Regions from separate parts of the Canis lupus genome. Here region 2 is linked to region 1. A link is a contact called in public Hi-C data. All regions are on one chromosome and are shown on one strand. Each heading gives the region's core, a stretch centred on a gene start, on an enhancer-like site or on the middle of the called end of the contact. The rest is flanking DNA. Distances are from core to core; before and after follow the strand shown.

Region 1 (4,745 bases), core at 697-3,196:
AGAGAAACAACTTCCCCACCCCTCGCCCCATCCCGACCCAGACAGTCTGGCTGGTACAGAAAAGATGCGAAAGGACGGCGGAGGGGTCCACTTCTGCATCCCTCACCCGCCTCAGGTTCCGCCACCCGGAGTCCCCGTCCGGCTTATTCCCCAAAACCACTTTCAGTTTGGGAGGCTGGGCTCGGAGCACGGGAAGCGGGCGGCGGCGCGGCCAGGTCTGCGCGGCTGGACCCGAGCCCGCCCGGAGCTGCGGCAGCACCGCGTCCCTCGCGTTGGGGCGCCCGGGATCGCGGGGGTGGCTGCAGGGGCGCGGGCGGGGAGGAGCGGCCGGCGGGGCGACAGCGCCCGGGGCCTGCGGTGCCAACGCCTCCCGCACAAGCCCCCCCACCCCCAGGCCCCTCGACTCCGGGCGCGCGCTCCTGTCTGGTTCGGCCGGTTCCCTGGCGCGCTGTGCTGCCCCGCGGGACACCCAGCAGCCGGCCGGGCCCGTGGGGACGGGACGGGGACGGGGACGGGGACGGGGACGGGGACGGGGACGGGGCGGGGCGGGGGGAGGGTCTCGCTGCGGGACGGAGCGCGCGGAGTTGGCCCCGCAGCGGGGCGCGGAGCTGGGCTCCGAGGGGCCGCGAGGAACGAGCGCTGCTCGCCGGGGCGGGCGGGGGTCGGGGGTCGGGGGTCGGGGGCCCGGGGCGGGGCGCGCGGGGCGCGCGGGTACCTTGGCCGCAGGCGCCGCGCTGCAGGACGATGACGGGCGGCTGGTGCAGCCTCTCGGCGCGGCGGCTGGCGGCGCGCAGCTGGCACAGGTTGGCGTAGGTGTTGGCGTCGCTGCCGCACACCGGCTCGCCGCTGGCGCACACGCAGACGCCGGCCTGCGCGCGCCGCCGCACCGTGGCCGAGGCGGGCACCCCGAAGGGCACCACGCACTGCAGCCCCTCGCCGCACGGGCCCTCCTGCAGGCCGCACGCCGCCCCCTCGGGCGCGCCGCACACCTCGCAGCAGCCGCACGCGTCGCGGACGCGGCCGCCCTCGCAGGGTCCCGGCGGCGGGAGGCAGCGCGCGGGCTCGCAGCGCTCCGGGCACCCTGCGGCGGCCGAGCGCCCGGCCCGGGACGGCTGCGCGGGGGGCGGGGGCGGGCGCCGCGAGGAGCAGCAGCGGCAGCAGCAGCAGCGGCGGCGGGACGCCCGGGGCGCGCGGGGGCTGCATGGCGGCTCCGACGGCGGCGGCGGGCGGGCTGGCGAGGACCGGAGAGCGGCGCCGGGCGGAGCGCGGGAGGGCGGCGGGGCGGCTGTGAGTGCGCGCGGCCGCGCGGCCCAGCCCATTGGCCTCGCGGCGGTGACGACCGCCCTGGGGACGGGCGCGGGGGGGCCGGATGGCGGGCGGGGCGGGCGGCCGAGCGGGGACCGCCCGCGGCGGGGGCAGGGCGGGGCGGGCGGGGCGGGCGGGGCGGGGTCCGCCCTCCCGGGTACGCGCCCCTGCGCGCCGCTCGCGGGTCCCCCGCGCGCCGCTCGCGAGCCTCAAGCTTAAAGCGCTCTGCCAAGGGGAACCTGCCGCGGCCCCGAGGAAGTCCCCCCGCGGGAGCCGGGGAGCCGGGGAGCCGCCGGGGCCGCGGGGGGGCGGGGGGGGCGGGGCGGCCCCGGGGCTCTGGCCACGCGCTCGGGAGGAGGCGGTCGCGCCCCTCCCTGCCCCGACCCCCGTGCCCGGCACGCGCGACCGTGGCCACGGCGGGAAGCCAGCGCCCCGACCCACGGTTACGTGAGAAAGCAGAGAGAAGTAACTAGAATATAATCATTTACGGTCGATTCCCTTAGAAAGGTGCTACGGGTGCGCCGCGTGCTTGTACACGCGCGGATTCGCCCCGCAGCCGGGGGCGGGGCCCGGGGAGGCCCGGGGAGGCCCGGGTGAGAGGGGGGCTCGGCGCCGCCTCGGTTTTGCACCACGTGCATCATCACCCGAAAACGTTGTTATTAAATAAAAGAGCTCTTCTTTGATGTTCCGCCTGAGAGCCCTCGGTGCATCCTTTCGGACACCTGCAAGTCGAGGCATCACCTGGAGGGGCCGGGGCGACTCCGGAGGTGGATCCTGGGGCCCTGGTGGCGCCAGGCCCCCGGGGCGGCGGCCTCTGGGCCAATGCGGAGCGGAGGGATGAAGCTTAGGCGTGAGGACCCGGGAGGAGGCGGGTTCGCACTCGCCCTGCCCAGGCAGAGACGCCCCAGGGCGGGTGCGCGGGGTGGAGTAGGTGTGAGAGGGTGCGCAGGACGCTTAGGGATTTTTGCACCATTTTTTTTTTTTTTTTTTTTGTTATTTGGGTGGTTCTCTTGCGCGCACGATATTTTTCCAATAAAAATAGTTTTGAGAAGTAGGATCCAAATATTTATAACCGCCCTTGCCCAAAGCACCTCCCAAATGAGAGCCAAGCAGGCGTCCAGGGTCCAGAGGGGCGCCTGGGACCAGGAGTTGGGAAACAGGAGGTTGGGCAGTGCGGAGCTTGAGAGAGATGTTAGGGAAGTATTTTCCTAAAGACGGAACCTCATCCTTGTGGAAAGAGAGACCTTGACCCAGAAGCCAATCAACCCTGGGCACCGGAGAAGGTGCAGCTCCGCTGATGGGGCGCTGAGTGGCTGGCTAGCTGTGATTACCCCGAAAGGGGGGTGCGTACGGGTGAGGGAAATAATGAACAAAGTTGATCAGCCAATAGGCCACCCTCTGTAGTCCAGCGAGCCATAAATTAAGGCGGCCTGCGATCATGAATAAATTGGCGAAAACTTCTTTTTGTCCAATACTCTTGTTTTACAGATGAGAAAACTGAGGCCTAGAAAGAAGTGACTCCCCCAGGGTCACACTACATACAAGTTAAGCCAGACCCCATCCTCTACCCTCCAGCCAAGCCGCTGGAGTGAAACAGATTAAAAGTAAAACTGCGATGCTGGGTGCGGCTCCTGGCATCTTCCCTAACAGAGGACAAGTCCCTGATGGTTCCACTGAGTCCCGTCCCCTCCCCCTCATTCCATTCTCCACCCTATCTCCCCACCACACACACTTGACTCTCCCCCTGCTGAATAACTTGCATTTTCTGGAACCTACCTTCTCCTGCCTAAAACCTTTATGCCTTTGCTCGTGCTCTTCCCTCCTCCCAAAATGCCCCTCTTCCTCTCCAGGGTGAGTCAGTGGGACACTGTGAAGCTGCCAGAGCCAGGCCCTCTGATGGGTTTGGGAGTCAAAAGTCCCACTCCTGGCCTTTCATTCTGTGACTTTTGATAAGTTGTTTAAGAACCTCGGGGTTGTTACCTTCCCCAGGAACATCTGGTGACTGTGCATCTAGTGACTAACCAAGGGTGTTTGTGGCCACAAAACTACTCCTGCGTTGGTTCACAACCTGGAAGAGATGTTCGCAAATGCAACAATCAGGACATTCAAGCCACGGAGGCCCTGTGGCCTTTCTACCAGGGAAGGAAGATGGCACCACCCTGCCGCTGGAACCCATGCCGGTGGTGGCATCAAGGAGTCAGCAGAGGGAGGAATGGAAAACTGAGCCATACCCGAGGAGCAGAATTCAGGACACCCAAGGTTTTAGAAAGACCGCCATCACATCACATCATCTCCCAGGTGTGACTGCCATTCACCCTCCTGCTCTTATGTTAACAGTCTGCTGCCCCCCCCCCCCCCGCCAAGACCTTAGATTCAGAGAAAGTAAAGTCCCCCCCGGAAGGACTAAGGAGATCCTGAACAGTCCACTCGGGAGGGTGTTGTGTGTATGTGTGCCTGCGTGTGTCCATGTATAAGAGGACACAGAATAATTCAATTGAAACCTGGCATCGAGAGCCCATCATTGATCGCTCATGCCTTAATCCTAGCATTTCCATTTCTAGAAGTAACGCTTTAGGTCTGAAAAAGTTACTCCTTCTTTTATTCCTTCCCCCTCCGATGCCATTTTTAAAGACAGTTTCTTACAAGATGCATTTTTTGGATACAACGTGAAAACTCATTTCTCGCCGGGTCTTGGCACAGATTCCTAGAGAAGATTTTTCCAGAGCAAAGGGGATAGTTCCGAAGCCACAAGGGTGAGTTCCCTGCCGTTTTCTCTGCAGCCCAAATTTGCTGCATTTGAGCTTTAAGTCTGGACAAAGTCAAGCCTGTTCATGAATAATAAATGACAAAACGCCGTGGCTGACAAAGCTTCCATTAGGAAATGAGGTTTCTGAACCTGCACAGAGAAACCACGTCTTGCTGTCCCCAAAGAGAAAGATCTTCCACTTGGGGCCTCTGTACTCCCGAAAGTCTGAGCCACCCAGAATGGCTGAGGCCTCACATTGCCTTTCTTAATCCACAGGACTTACAACCTAAGGAGCTAGAGTCATAATTCTGATTCTTGCTACAATCTTATAGTTGCCCTATTTGGGAATGTTCAGGGGCTCACAATCCCAGTAAATGGAAGTCCAGACTTCTTCACCTGACATCCAGAGTGCTCCATGATGTCACCCAAACTGCCCTTCAGGCCAGATTGTCCTCTGCTTACAGGGTGGCAGACATGCCCCAGGTCCCCTTAGTATCCATTCCCACCCCCTCCACAGTGACAGAACCGTGGCCAGGGACAGGCTGCCCAGGTAAAAGGCGGCTCCTGAGCCAGTTTTGATTCCCCTCCCTCAGAGAACTGGGCACACTCCCATTACTCCCATCGGCAAGTCATGACCTCCGTTGACAAAAGGCACACCCTGCTCCTGTGTCTCTGAAGACGTCACCATATGGGT
Region 2 (4,618 bases), core at 639-3,138, 40 kb before region 1:
AAATACGAGCCATAGGCAGGATACTAATTGTGTGGTAGATTTAATGCCAAAACTTGGAAGAGGTTGGTGCATAGCATGATTAAAGAAGGCTCTCCCATTCATTTAATTACAACAAACAAATAGCCAGCCAGGTGAAACACCACCAACACGAAAGAGACCTTTCTCAACACGCATTCATAGAGTGTCTCCTTGGAGCTGGGCACGGGGAACACAGAAGATCAATGAATCCATCCGTGCCTCCCAGGCCTACTGTCTGATGGGCTGGAGTCACATGGCAGTAAAAAGAGACAAGATATGAATCTCCATTGCTGTGGTCAGCTCAGCCCAGAATGTTCTATAAGGGCTAAATGTAGATTGACACTAAAAATAATTTAGGTATATCAATGAGGGTGTTTTCAGCTGCAAGCGACAGAGAATCCCGCTCAAAACAAGAGTGAAAGTCCAGGTGTTCAAGGGCAGGGTGGCGCCAGGGCTAATTGCTCCAAAGACTCATGGACATTTTTCCTTCTGATCAACTTAGCCACCTCCATTCTAGCCATTATGTAAAAATATGACTAGGCCCATGGAAGTAAAAGAACTTGGGGCCTAGCACATCCTTCCTCCTGGGTCATCAGCCAATAAGTCACAAGGTTACCCTCAACCACTCTTTGACAAGGGGAACACGGCCCCCCAGGATGGCCTTAGCCTCCTCAGGATTTGCCTGTGTTAGGAATGGGATGGGTCACGGGTGGACGGACCAGGGCTGTCCAAGCAGGAAGGAGGGAGGCTGTGGAGTGGTGACCATTAGAATCCACCAAGGCTGAGAGGAAAATGATTCATTTTAGAGCAGCAATCCTAATACCTAACTATACTTGGGAAGGGCTCTAGTACATATATGCTCCTTCACACAGTTTTTTGGGGAGATAGGGATGGGAACAAGAGGAGAGATCTGCTTCTAAAAACAGTAATGGTCACGAGGGGCACCAGGGTAGCAGTCGGTTGGCTGTCCCACTCTTGGTTTCAGCTCAGGTCATGATCTCAGGGTCATGGGATCGAGCCCGGCATCGGGTTCTGTGCTCAGTGCAGTGTCTGCTTAGGACTCTCTTCCCTTCTCCCTCTGCCGCTCACCCCTGCTCTCTCTCTTCCTCAAATAAATAAATCTTAAAAAAAAAAAAAAAAAAGTAATGCTCACGAAATGTCTGTGTTGGTCAGTGCAAGACACAAATGATCCAAGCAGAGCCTGGCCAAGCCCACCCCTTGGATGCGTGCCCTACGTGCCTCATGCTTTGTCATTCCCTTGGCCCTTACAGCCAGCCACCCATGAGGACAGATCATCCTGCCTGTTCTGCTGACCACATTCCCACAGTGAGGTGGTAGCAATACCAGGAATCCTCCCCAGGCCTCCAATCCAGGTGTTCCTCTCTCCAGCCTACCCTGCTGAGTGCCCACAGGTTCACACTGCAGGACCTTTCCACAGGGGCCAGTAAGGGCAACAGAGATGACATACAGCAGGGCAACTGGGGAGTCAGAGGAGGCTGCATTCACAAGTCCTCAGGGTGAGGGCCTGGGCCATGCTGTTTCTCCAGTGCTGGGAGCCTGAATTATCCTCAGACAAGCCCAAGCCGGGGCATGAAGGCAGGCCTGTGCAGCACCAGCTGTTTCTAGGACTTTCCGTGGGGCCTAGACTCATACTGAGGATGAATCACAACCCCCAGAGCCCCCCAGGAAGAAAATCTGGGTGTGTGCTGAGTAATGCCCCTGGATGATGGCTTCCTTCAGGCTTCTTCTTCAGCAGCAGCTAAGGGTGGTGCAGAAGACTCAGAAACACACACAAACCATATGCATACACATGTGCACACGCACACACGCAGGCACACATGCACATACATGCACACGGGCACGCACACACATGCCAGCTCGGCCTCTGCAGATCCCAGGAGCACAATGTCCCAGGCAGCAGGACAGCTGGGCTCAGACCTGGTCCTGTATTAATTGTGTGGTAGATTACCACAGGTGACAGGTAGGTCACCCTGTGACCTTGAGCCACCTGATTGACCTCTCTGAGTCCCGATTTTACCACTTCTAAAATAAGGCTGTTGAGGCTGGTGATGCCAATGTCATCCCAGCTCTGACAAACTAGGGTCTTTTCCAAAAGACCTGGCTGGTTTCCCAAAAGCCTATTAGCAGACAATGGTCAAACTGGTGAGATTAAAACAGGGACCATAGTCCTTAATAAATCTCTTTTCATACAACCTCCCAATGGGGTCAGATGAGCCCTGCAAACTCCAGCCACAAGAGGAGACGAGACTCCTGGAATTCTCCAGATGCTGGCTCAGCCAGTCGTCATCTAAAGAGGCTCTAACAGCAATGGCCTGTCAATCGTGCAGTCTCTGGCCACACTGCGTTTGGCCCTAAAAGGACCTGAGTGCCCATTCCAAGGCTCTCTCCTTCCCTGAAACTTGCAGAGAACGGCAATAAAACAAACCAATAAAGCTAAAGGAAAAAAAATTAGCCTAATGAGGCAAGTGAACTACTTTTTCTTCCTTGGAAAGTATAAAGTACTCCTGTTACAAAAATATGTTTTGTTGCGGAATCCGCAGGAGCCACTGCCTCCGCCAGCAGCCCAGCACGCTCGTTTTCAAGGGGCTGGGGCTTCCAGGCCGGTCCTGTGTGTCGGCCGAAGCTTGCTTCAAAGGCTAATGTTGCAGCAGCTGGCTGGGACTCAACTGAGTGATTCAATGTGCTTTCTGGAAACAGTTATGCTAACCTTTCATTTTCTTTTAAAAATATGTGATGGAGAAAATAGCACAACCCCCCCAACCCAGCAAGAAGCAGAGCCCTAGAACTTGCATGCTTCCCAAGGCAAAGAAAACTAGGCAGCAGAGGCATTTTGGCGGGGGGATGCGGGGGTCAGCATCTAAGACTGTTCCATGGATGGCATGGGGGAGGGTTCAGGTGGGGGAGACAGGAGAAGTGAGGGAGGTGGGGGGAGGGGAGAGAAAGAGGAACAGAGCATGGTGGTGCCCAAGCAGAAAGAGAAAGAGCAAATGCAACAATCTGTCCTCTCTGTTGACAAACACCACCATAATATTTAATATTTAGTCTCCTTCAAGCTGTATCAAGAAACACTGGCATTTCAAAAATTCCCTTACGCTTGTTGTTTAAACCACAAAATGTCAACAGTTCTATACGGGAGCCCAACAGCCGCTGACTGCACATATTCCGTGGCATCCAGAGGAGGCAATTATTGTCTCCATCAAGCGTAACTCTGGTCTTCACATATGCCTGCCCCTTGGATGGCTCCACTTGTATCCATTGATTTCAACCTCATGGATGCTGCTATAAGAGTTTGGGGGCCAGTAAATATTTATTTATAAAATCAATAAACATCAAAGTGAAAAATGAACGAATGAACAAATCGGATCTTAAAAGATCCTTCCCAAAGGGAAGGGCAGTGGTCTCTCTCTGGTTGATTTAGGGCTCAACATGCAACACCCACCCAATGTCTGTCAAACTGAACTGGTTCCTCACTCCCTGTGACCACTAAGAGCTTGTGCTGTCCTGTATGCAGAGAAGCCCAGGAGATATCTTTCCTTTCAAATTTATGTCTAAAAATGTTTTAAGAGGGCAGCCCAGGTGGCTCGGTGGTTTAGCGCTGCCTTCAGCCCAGGGCCTGATCCTGGAGACCCAGGGTCGAGTCCCACGTCGGGCTCCCTGCATGGAGCCTGCTTCTCCCTCTGCCTGTGTCTCTGCCTCTCTGTCTCTCTGTTTCTCATGAGTAAATAAATAAAATCTTTAAAAAATAAAATAAAATAAATAAAAAATAAATAAATAATTTTTAAGAGATATGATCTCCTCCACATAAAAATAATTGGAGATGGTCAGTGACCCAGGGCCTTTTAAAAAACATTAATTAACATATACTCACTATATAAAATGAGGCCATAGGGAACATTCTAATCACAAAACCAATGGTTTCTATGAGCTGCCCGGTAGCCAAAGCAAAGAGGGAAATACCATGAGTCTCACACTCTCATATCAGATTCTGGTGCCTTAATTAACAAGTGACTTGTTAATTAGCATGTGTATTAAATAGGCCTCAATTTACCAGAATGTCTTCTTTTTCCTTTGCCATAGAAGGTGGTCACGATGATTTTAGGAAACCAGTTTTGGGAAATTCCATCTATACCATTATGAAAAGAAGTAACCAGTTCATTACAAAGCCTTTGCACCTTCAGACTCTCAGAAGATTGGCTACATAAAAAAACCAGAGCTTCCCAGAACGTGACCAGCAATCCCCAAGAACAAGGCCAATAAGAAATGTAGACAATATGCAGAGCAACCAGCTAACCAGAAATGTTGGCCTGGGTTCTGAACGGCCCTAATAAATTCACCGAGAAATAAGTTTGCACCTTGGTCCAAAGTCCAGGTCCTCTAGGCTTGGCCCTCAATCTTCCCCTGGGCTGGCTCCACCTGTCCTTCCTATCCTTCCTGTCACCTCCAAATATAAGCCTCCCCAGCCTCCAGTGCCTTCTACCTCTTCTGTTTGTTCCTTTTCTGTACTCGTTACTGTATTTATCCCACTTTTCCTGTTTCCCAGCCGAGACTGTCATCATGTGGTCACACATGGCTCTTGCCC

Evidence for each region. A called contact is a pair of places that touch in the nucleus more often than the background predicts.
Region 2: a Hi-C map of skin fibroblasts shows a contact between it and region 1, with 1.7 times the contacts expected there. The contact joins the enhancer-like site here to the promoter of HTRA1 in region 1. A contact is called at or near these places in 3 of 9 Hi-C or Micro-C datasets (amygdala, skin fibroblasts and tumor fibroblasts).

The regions. Positions count from the first base shown.
Region 1 is chr28:32,395,791-32,400,535 of UU_Cfam_GSD_1.0, reverse strand. It overlaps HTRA1 (serine protease HTRA1), which reads right to left and starts at 1,946. Exons shown (of 12, transcript XM_038577982.1): 1 at 1,794-1,946; 2 at 1,216-1,344; 3 at 1,123-1,155; 4 at 716-1,121. The coding sequence starts at 1,946.
Region 2 is chr28:32,435,656-32,440,273 of UU_Cfam_GSD_1.0, reverse strand. The region is part of intron 6 of HTRA1 (serine protease HTRA1); the gene reads right to left. Among named protein-coding and RNA genes, the nearest start is that of HTRA1, 39 kb to the right of the region's middle. Within about 2 kb of position 1,888, at least 2 of the 20 cell types and tissues checked have an H3K27ac peak or open chromatin away from gene starts, as enhancers often do.